3 separate regions of the Mus musculus genome follow, and all the other regions are linked to region 1. A link is a contact called in public HiChIP or PLAC-seq data. All regions are on one chromosome and are shown on one strand. Each heading gives the region's core, a stretch centred on a gene start, on an enhancer-like site or on the middle of the called end of the contact. The rest is flanking DNA. Distances are from core to core; before and after follow the strand shown.

The links. HiChIP or PLAC-seq counts read pairs in DNA pulled down with a chosen protein or histone mark.
Region 2: a contact with region 1 is called in a CTCF HiChIP or PLAC-seq map of the NIH/3T3 cell line, with 6 read pairs. The contact joins two enhancer-like sites. A contact is called at or near these places in 1 of 15 datasets of contacts at CTCF or cohesin (the NIH/3T3 cell line) and 2 of 115 datasets of contacts at active chromatin or transcription factors (the NIH/3T3 cell line and embryonic stem cells).
Region 3: a contact with region 1 is called in a FOXA1 HiChIP or PLAC-seq map of pancreatic cancer cells. The contact joins two enhancer-like sites. A contact is called at or near these places in 1 of 15 datasets of contacts at CTCF or cohesin (the NIH/3T3 cell line) and 1 of 115 datasets of contacts at active chromatin or transcription factors (pancreatic cancer cells).

Annotation. Positions count from the first base shown.
Region 1 is chr10:67,609,488-67,612,666 of GRCm38.p6, forward strand. No RefSeq gene overlaps it. Among named protein-coding and RNA genes, the nearest start is that of 4930563J15Rik, 39 kb to the left of the region's middle. Within about 2 kb of position 1,379, at least 58 of the 459 cell types and tissues checked have an H3K27ac peak or open chromatin away from gene starts, as enhancers often do. A contact at or near this core is called in the NIH/3T3 cell line and pancreatic cancer cells, where this site is marked.
Region 2 is chr10:67,329,270-67,332,444 of GRCm38.p6, forward strand. No RefSeq gene overlaps it. Among named protein-coding and RNA genes, the nearest start is that of Gm46230, 19 kb to the right of the region's middle. Within about 2 kb of position 1,517, at least 11 of the 459 cell types and tissues checked have an H3K27ac peak or open chromatin away from gene starts, as enhancers often do. A contact at or near this core is called in the NIH/3T3 cell line, where this site is marked.
Region 3 is chr10:68,089,406-68,092,347 of GRCm38.p6, forward strand. No RefSeq gene overlaps it. Among named protein-coding and RNA genes, the nearest start is that of Gm51770, 60 kb to the right of the region's middle. Within about 2 kb of position 1,561, at least 65 of the 459 cell types and tissues checked have an H3K27ac peak or open chromatin away from gene starts, as enhancers often do. A contact at or near this core is called in the NIH/3T3 cell line and pancreatic cancer cells, where this site is marked.

The sequences.
Region 1 (3,179 bases), core at 129-2,628:
CCACAATGTTCTCACCTTAGGTCATCACACCATGTCCTCCAATGCTCGTTAACTCTCCCTTGAATGCTGCCTATCTCTTTGATTCCTTTGTTGGAGGTAAAGCTTGCTCTGACCTCACTTTGCCTTGTCTTCAGAGGGCAGTTTACCATGTCCAGGGGTGATGTTAATCGCTCCTTATCTAGGTGTGGATTCCCTTTCTCACCTCCTGAATGCTATGCTTTGACAGTAAGGACTTCACTTATTGGTCACATAATCCTAATGCCTAGATCAGTGTCTGGAACCTAGTCATGGTTAGGCATTTCTTGTTGCACTCCTGAATGGGTTATGGAAAGAGACCACAGGGTTGTAGGCCAAGTCATGTGAAGACTCAACAAGGTAATGTTTCTAGAGATAATGGGAAATGCACAGTAAAGACTCCAATAAAGACTGGTGGTAAGGGGTGTTCTAGAAGCATGGGATTCTACAGACCTTCTAAGAATTTGTGGCCATATTAGAATTCAGATCAGTGTCCATAGCAATAATGGTTGCCAAGGCCAAAGTCAAGACCATGGCAGATAATATGAGTTGAATGTAAGGCACATTGGGGTTGTTTCTTAGATGGCAATTTATTTACCTTCTTGATGGAGTAGAGCTATTGTAGGGCCTGAGTAGCTTTGAGGCTGACCTTGATTCAGAGAGGATAAACTCTTTTATCCCAAGAGGCTGTAGATTAGGTCAGCCTGCCAGGAGACCTTTATTGATCAGTCCATTTAAAACTGTGAGGTCTAAGGAGAGACACATTCCTCCCTCAACCAGCACCCAACACAGTATAACCTCCTCCCTTGCATATCATTCCTTCTTATTCCCTCAAATAGCCCAACAATTCTTTGGGTAAGATGTCATGATGCAGACAGCCCACCAGAGACCAGTGAGTTCCATGACCCATTCACTTCTCATGACGGGGAACTCCACTCATCAGCAAGGGGCTCTGGGCTGTCTGGGAATCCCCATAGCAGCAGTAATCTCTGTGGAGCTGAGCAACAAAACAATTTTCAGATTTAGCACCACGGCCTCATGAGGAGGGAGGGCTGCTGCTGGTGGCTCTCGGAAAAAGCAAAAGCCCAGATACTGAAATATCTGGGACGTAAGAGGTCGATGGCTCTAGGGGCTGGACATGCTGCAGACACTAAGCCCGGTGAGCCTTGCCTCACCAACCTCAATCCTACAGGGACATTTTGAGAGGCTATACAGCAGTCAGTGCAAAACCCAGTCCATCACCTGAAGCTAAGAGGCAGAGAGGCTTGGCGTGGCTTTCAGAGGAAGCGAGGTGAAGGTGCTTCTCTGCTCAACAGCTAAATAAACCACTCAGACCTTTCATGACTCACAAACCACAGAGCCCACAGTTGGCATGCGCCTCATCCTCCTAGTCTACAGATATTGACAGAGAGCCTATTGTGTGCCTGGCAATGTGCTGGCCCGTGTTGAAATGTAGTGGTAAAGCAAGATTCACTGTCTCTCCTATCAGTGTGGACATTACTCCGGAGTGGTACATCCTATAGCATGGAAGGTAATGGGTACTAGTTATGAGGAAACGGCTTTTGCCAGTATTTAGCTGTGACCTCGGACAAATCACTTTACTTCCTCACCTTCATTTTCCACCCCCCATCTCTATTTTTAAGGAAATGACATAGTACATACAGCCTAATAAGGCACAATTGGTTAACAAGTAGTTATATGCCAATAAAGGCTGGCTCTTCTTCTGGTTAGTAGAGAATTCCTATGAAGACACATTTTTGTATTGAAGCAGTTGAGTCTTGAACAAATCTACATACTTTTAGAGCTAAGACTAGAAAGAAAATGGAATAATTGGAAATAACATTTTTTGTTTCCTGTTTGAGGGTCTTTCTGCACACCTCTGTCTCCCTCTTGCTGTTCTGGAGGCCCCTGTTTTCTGGATCTTCTGGCTGACAGGCCGGAAGGAATCCAGGCAAGCTATGGGGACCACACTGGCACTGTTTCAGAGTGCAGGCTTCAGCGTTAGCCAAAGAATGATGCCTTTCTAGACATGGATGGGGACTCTCCTGAAAGTCATTGGTGCTGAGAGAGACACAGAGACAGAAAGGCTACAGCAATATACCCGTGACTACACGGGATGCTGGTCTTACTCTGTGAAGAAAGGATGGACTCTCTTAAGCTTTGGGGTTTGGGGCTATGGGAGAAGAGAAGAGTTGTTTCACAGTGTGTACCAAGCCCTGGATAGCATTGGGGCCTAAACTGAGAAAGGCAGCATAAGTACATGGAGAACACCATTCAACAAAAGGAGCTGGACTCACAAAGAAGTTTATAGACTTTTTATGCAACCTGAAATAATGCATTTGCTTCCTGCAAAGATTCCATGGAGTTAAAGCATAAGCTTCAGGCTAAAGAAAGATATTTACAATGCTTGTTACTGGCAGAGAACTCAAAACAGCATTTTATATCTTACACATCAATAGGAGAAGAAAATCCAAGAAAAACAAGCAAATCAAATACACAGGGGTGTAAGTACAGTCTCTTCTACTCTTGCCTTAGTTCCTGAATAAGGACTCTGAGACTTAATTATTTATAAATAAAAGCCTAGGCCATAAACTTGAGCTTGTTGCCTGACTAGCTCCTGACTTATGTAACCCTTTTATTCTATTGTATGTCTACTACAAGGCTAGTTACCTCCCCTCAGTTTCAGAGTCTGACTCCTCGGAGTCTGGGTGGCAGAATCTCCAAGGGTTCTTCTCTCTCTCTCTCTCTCTCTCTCTCTCTCTCTCTCTCTCTCTCTGCTGGATGCCCCACCTTCTAATCCCACCTCAGCCCATTGGCCATCAGGTTTTTATTGACAGGTGATACTTCCACACAGTACACAAGAGGTTCTCTTGACACAAGAGGGGGGGCAGGCGGGGCAGCACAGAAAAGGGAGCACAAATTGCTCTCAATATCAAGACAAATTAAAATTAAAATCATAGCATGATGTGATTTTGCACTTTTTGGGCTGGCAAGACGATATATCTGATAATACCAAGTTTTGGAAAGTAGAACAGTATTCCCATATATTGCTGGCAGATGTGAGACTTGGTAAATTACAGCATATAGGCAATTGTCAGATTGATGTCTGTTTCCTAAGATTCGGTGACTCGCCTCCTCCCTTGGTGTGCAACCCAAACACCCCT
Region 2 (3,175 bases), core at 267-2,766, 280 kb before region 1:
ATCATTTGGTCTAAGTCAGGGGTTCCTGTCTTGCTCTTGCTCCAATAGGTACGACATTCCCTAAAACAAATGCCTGAATCCGAGGGTGGGAGGAAGGTTAATTTTCTTTTAAGAATGAATTGGAGAGTTGTTTAAAAAAGAACGGCCACAACTTCGAGAGAAAAACGGTGTGTACACAAGTGTGGCGTCTATTATCATCACTAGGAAGTTGCTCACAGGTTTATTGCATGCTTGACTTTGCATGCTAGAAAGTCCCCCCATCCACCCCCATCTCTGATGCTCAGGGAAGAATGCTGCAGTATCGCTTCGCTGGGGTGCCTACCTCACCTTTGGCAAGCGTACCCCTCTTTATGCTGATGCTTAACAAAAAGGCGTTCAGGAATGGGCTGGACATCTCAGTTAGTGCTGAGATGACAAAACTTCGGCAGAACAACAGTCCCCAGTTAGGGATGCCAAACAGGAAGGGCACATCTGTGCAAAACAAGCCTTAAGCTGGAAGGATGAATAATGGCGCTGTGTGGGTGGAGCTTTCTCTATGGCAAACTCTGGCCAGGCCTCTCCGTGAGCGGCTGTCTGATAACAATGGAGGAGGCTTTGTGTTCCCTCCGCCTCCCACACACCTTTGTAAGGAAGCTCGGCAGGGGAAGGGAGGTCGGTGGTAAAGATTCCTCTGTCATTAGAGCTCAGGTATCGATTTAGGAGCAGGAGCCTTAGGAATAGGAGTTCTCGGCAGGGATGGGAGAGGGGGGTTTGCTTTGACTTTCAAATACTCGATAGAAACTATTAGGCGATAGATACTTAAAGACTGCCTTGTTTTGGGTTTAATTAAAGTTTTGTTTTGTTTTGTTTTGTTTTTAACGTGAAATGAGTTCATTTTCATTGTACAAACCTGTGAATTTTAACACTTTTAGAAATATGAAGGTTTGTTTTTGGTTCTAATGGAGTGTGTGTGTGTGTGTGTGTGTGTGTGTGTGTGTGTGTGTGTTTGTGTGTAGAGGCCAGAGCTCAACTTTGTTGAGCTATCTACCTTGTTTATGTTCTTTTTGATTGTGGGGTGTGTGTGTGTATATGTGTGTGTATGTATGAATGTGTGTATATGAATGTGTGCATATGTGCGTATGCATGTGTGTATGTGTGTATATATATGTATGTATGTGTGCATATGTATATGTGTATATGTGTGTATATGTGTATGTGTATATGTGTGTATGTATGTATGTGTGTGTATACGTATGTATGCATGTGTGTATATGTGTGTATGTCTGTGTATGTATATATGTGTGTGTGTATGTATGTACATGTGTGTGTATAAGTGTGTTACATATATGTGTGGAGGTCAGAGAGCACCTTTGGGGAATCAGTTGTCTTTCTACCTTGTTATGGCAGCCTTCTCATTCTTCCTACACTGCATCTCCATGCTTGCTTCATGGGTTCTGGGGGGTCTAACTCAGCTCATCAGCCTTTTATGGCAAGCACCTCCATCTGCTGAGTCATCTCCTCTGATCTGCCTTGATTTCGGTCCAGATTTGGTTTGACTGGCTGGCCTCCGAGCCTCAGGAATCCTGTCTCTACTTCCCCAGTACTGGCCTTGTGCCTGTGCACCACCCATCCTTTTCACATGGGGGTTGAGGCTTGAACTTGGGTCCCTGTGCTTATGAGGCAATCTCTCTACAGGCTGGGCCATCTCTCAGTACCAGGAGCATGGCACAGCCTGATCTCTTGGCCCACACTCGGCCTGTTGGCTGTCATCAGACAAGGCGAGATCACTCTAGTGAAGAATACACACATTGTTTTCTGTGTGCTTCTCAGCTTCCATGGACTTAGCCTGTCACTCACAGCTTCCGTGTGTCTCACTAACCTCGAGAAAACAAAGGCTCTCACTTCCTCTTCCCTCCCTCCCTTCTTTTATTTCCCCTTCACTTCTTCCTTCCTTCTGTTTTGAAAACAAACTATTTTACGTATTCATGTGTGTGTATTTGTCTGCATGTGTGTCTGTGTCTGTGGTCCACGCACACACAGTATACCTGTGGGCATCAGAGGATAACTTCTGCAAGTCCACCAAGGGTCCCTGGGATTGAACTCGGGTTGTCAGGTTTGGCAGCAATCGCCTTTACCCACTGAGTACTGTCACCAGCCCATTCACTCTTGTTTCCAACAGTGTTTTAAAGACAGGATCTAACAAACGGAGTGAAAATCTGAATGAGTCAACTCCACTGCCTCTCATCTCCATGACTTCTGGCAAGTCACTTTTTTCATCTTGGGGAGGGGACGGAAAGGGGGAGAGTGGAGGATGAAGGGGAGGGGAGAAGAGGAACAGAGTAATTGATTGCAAAAGTCAGGTGTGGTGGTCCAGTCTTATTAGCTAATATGCAGGAGGCTGAAGAGGGAGGATATTAGGTTTGAAGCCATCCTGGGGTCCATGGGAGGATCTTGAATTTGAGGCCATCCTGGACTACATGGGAGGATATCGAGTTTGAGGCTAGCCTGGGCTACATGCAAGGATCTTGGTTTTGAGCCATCCTGGGCTATGGGGGGGGGAGCTTGAGTTTTAGGCTATCCTGGGCTACATGGGAGGATCATGGGTTTGAAGTTATTCTGGGCTACCTGCAAGGATCTCAGATTTGAGGCCAGCCTGGGCTACATGAATGAGACCCTATCTCAGAACAAATGAACAACAGAGCTGCAGAGTAAGGAACAACCTGTCAGGTGAAAATTGTTCAATTTAATTGAAAGGCTTAATTTCCCTCCACTTAATTAGCATACAACTTCCTGCCAAATTCTGAGATCAAATTAATTATTAGCTAATGCCTAACTTCCACCCGAGAATGTAGTTATCATTGTTGAAATGTAAATATATCTGAATTAGGTATTAGTCATTTACACCTTAGTGTAATTAAAACAGGATTAGTTTAAGAGCCGGAGTAAAAAAGACAAAATGTGGGAGCTAAATAGATGCTCAGTAGTGACAGTGGAAAGTTAGAATTCCTACAGAAGTGACAGTAGTGACAGTGGGAAATTAGAATTCCTACAGAAGACCTGGGCTTCCTTCCGGGAAGCTCACCTGTAACCCTGGCTCTGGGGTGGACTGGCACTTCTGGCCTTTCCAGACATCTACATTCATGTGCACACATGTGCACATATATACATAATTAAAAGTTATAAAAGCAAATCTTGA
Region 3 (2,942 bases), core at 311-2,810, 480 kb after region 1:
GCTAATGATGAATGGAGACCTCTGCCCCTCCCCCAATCCAAAACCAAACCAAACCAAAGCAACGTTTTAAGCAGTGCGGGTAGTGTGCATGGTCAGATCATTAATTACTCCAGTCGTCACTGCATCAGTGAAGTGACAGGCCCAGGCTTGAAAAAAACACCAAAACATGGTTGTCAGTAGACTTAACTATACAAGATGCTGTGCCCCACCCCGAGGGCCTTGCTACCGGGCAATCTATCTCATGTTGGCGGTTCTCTCGGCTCTACAGTGAATGATAAGCTGCCATAGAATGAAGTAGGGTGACTTGAATGTGGCTGTATCTAGCACGTTACAGACTTTCTGAAAACTGAGTTTATTCTTCCCATCATTAGATTTAACCAAAAAAGTCGGGCTGGAGCCAGAGGCCATACCCGTGAGCACCTCCTAGTGGTTGCTTGTTCAGTGACTGACTTACTCCTTAAGTGAGAATTTAACTCCTGCAGTGTGTAAATCCACAATGAAATAGAGCATCACCATTCATGAATTAATTTCTTCTTTCTTTTTTGGGGGGGATGGGGAAGGAGAGGCACAGTGTCATTGCTTTACTGTGTTGGGGAGACACGGAATATCTGCAGTTAGTGTAGCCAAAGACAGATTGGCCATCTGGCTTTTCTAGATCTTCATTGTCCCGTTTGATATCCCGCTACATGTGGCTCCTCAAATGTAACGGACAGAATTCAGCACTCAGTTCCCTTGTCACAGTGGGCACATTTTAGGGGCTCAGTCACCACACTGGCCGTGAGACATGATATTGGAAAAGACTTCCATAAACATTTCTACCACCCCACCCCCGGGAAGTTATACTGGACAGTTGGATCCCACAGCGAGTCAGTAACAATGAATGCAGTGGGGATTCTGAGAAGAGACCTGAGTGACCACGAGGTGGCTGGCTGAATGCCTGTGGTTCTGACCTATACACGAGGCAGCTGGCTGGATGCCTGTGGCCCTGGAAAAACATGATTAAAAATAGTCTGCTATTTCAACAGATGCTTCACAATGTTAATTCTGGTAACTTGCCCAGAGGTCCTTGAATTCAGGAATTCTGAATCCATGTAGCACAAATTAATGCAATTCATTTATCTATCTATCTATCTATCTATCTATCTATCTATCTATCTATCTATCTATCTATCTATTTATTTATTTATTTATTTATTTATTTATTTATATTTTTGTAGATCAACCTTATGGCTCTCTCTTCTCTTACCCCACTCCTGACCACTGGTCATTTCCAGCTCTTCCTCTCCACTTAGGCTTACTGTAAATAACCACTCAGACCCTGATCGCTATCAGCTGTAAAACATTTGTTCTCTTTGGCCGTTTTCCTGGAATGTATCATTAGGTATTTTCATTGCTTTTGTGCCCCAAGTGAATCTTTACCAAAGGTATTGTCCCGTTCTGACAACATTTACCAAGCAAACCTGATTTAAAAAAAAAAAAATCATGAAGTTTCCTGTTGTGCTTGAATCTCATCTACAGAGGCTCAGTGTGGTGCAGAGGGATAGATATCCTTCTGCTGTATGCAACCAAGCCACAGTACAGGATGAGATAGACGTGGGTCAAAGTCATGGTCAGAGGACCATGGGGCTAAGGGTCCTTCCCGTTAGAAAAGGGATGGCAGTCAGGGAGGAGAGGGTGGGAAGCACAGCTATGTTGTCACGACTCTTGCTGGCCTTGTAGTCCATTGGAGAGTCTATTCTAATGAGAAAAGGGGTCCTGGATTATCTTTTTATCTAAATGGATGCTCCCCCCAAGCCCCTGTCCCACACGTCCATTGTTGTAGTGGCATGCATGCTTGCCTCCAAATTGATTTCTCCGGTCTACTCAAAGCCTATCCCGATGATGTGATATGGCCTCAAGCCTCAACTGTCACCGGAATCCTCCCCTGACCCCATTCCTGCCCTTCCTGCCTTATCTCCGAGACTCCTCAGGAAAGGAATCCGTCGGTCTGCGTCACGGATGCCTCATTTCGACTGCTGGCAAGTTGAGTTGGGCCAGGGGCGAGCCCACAGGCTTTCGGGGAAAGACCCAACATCTTTATCATCTCTACCCAATGGACGCTATTGATACCGACGTCAAGTTCCTGCATTTTCAACCCCTGTGCTCTTTCTTCCAAGTCCCTCAGGGATGTGGCCATCCAGTCTACCACCCAAAACGTCTGCCACTTCTATGTTAGGCTGCACTCTGCCTGTCTCCACTCGGCAGCTCTTTGTGAATGATGTCAGTGTGGACAACCTAACTCGGTGGTCTCCCTGCTTAAACCTCTTCTTTTGGTCAGGACAATGACCAGAGGCTCAATCTGGCCTACTTAGATGGTCTCCACCATACTTTAACCTCACCTAACCACATTCATTCATTGTTGTCTGTTAATCATGCCCTGTAAGCTATCACCCTCAGACCCTGTTCAATTACTGTAAATTCAACTCATTCCTGCTTCGGGGCCTTTAAATATGTGCTCTCTGATGCTTAAATTACCCTCTCCCAGTCCACTCTAGCTAACTCACGCTTATCCGTTCAGTGGTGACTTCCTCTTAGGTATCACATTAGTCATCAGACTCCTCCCCCAGAACGAGGTCACCTTGGGCTGTTAACCTTATAAGGGTAAATGACTTCTTTCCAGTGAGACTTTTAGGCTCCACTGGGAGCCTCTTTCCATTTCCATTGTGTTCCCAGTTCCAAACAGCAAAGCCCTGGCAATGGAGGTATCTAGGTACATTTGTTGACTAACTCAACAAACAGTAACTTTATGTGACCTGGCAGCTTAGGAAATGGGAGACATTTAGCATCCTGCCTGCCCTCCTCCTCCTGTCCCTCCTCCACCCTCCCTAGCCAAGTTCAAATCTTGACTCTATCATTTGTTAGTCAGACACTCTTTGGCAAGTGAAAACCTTTCTAAACTATAA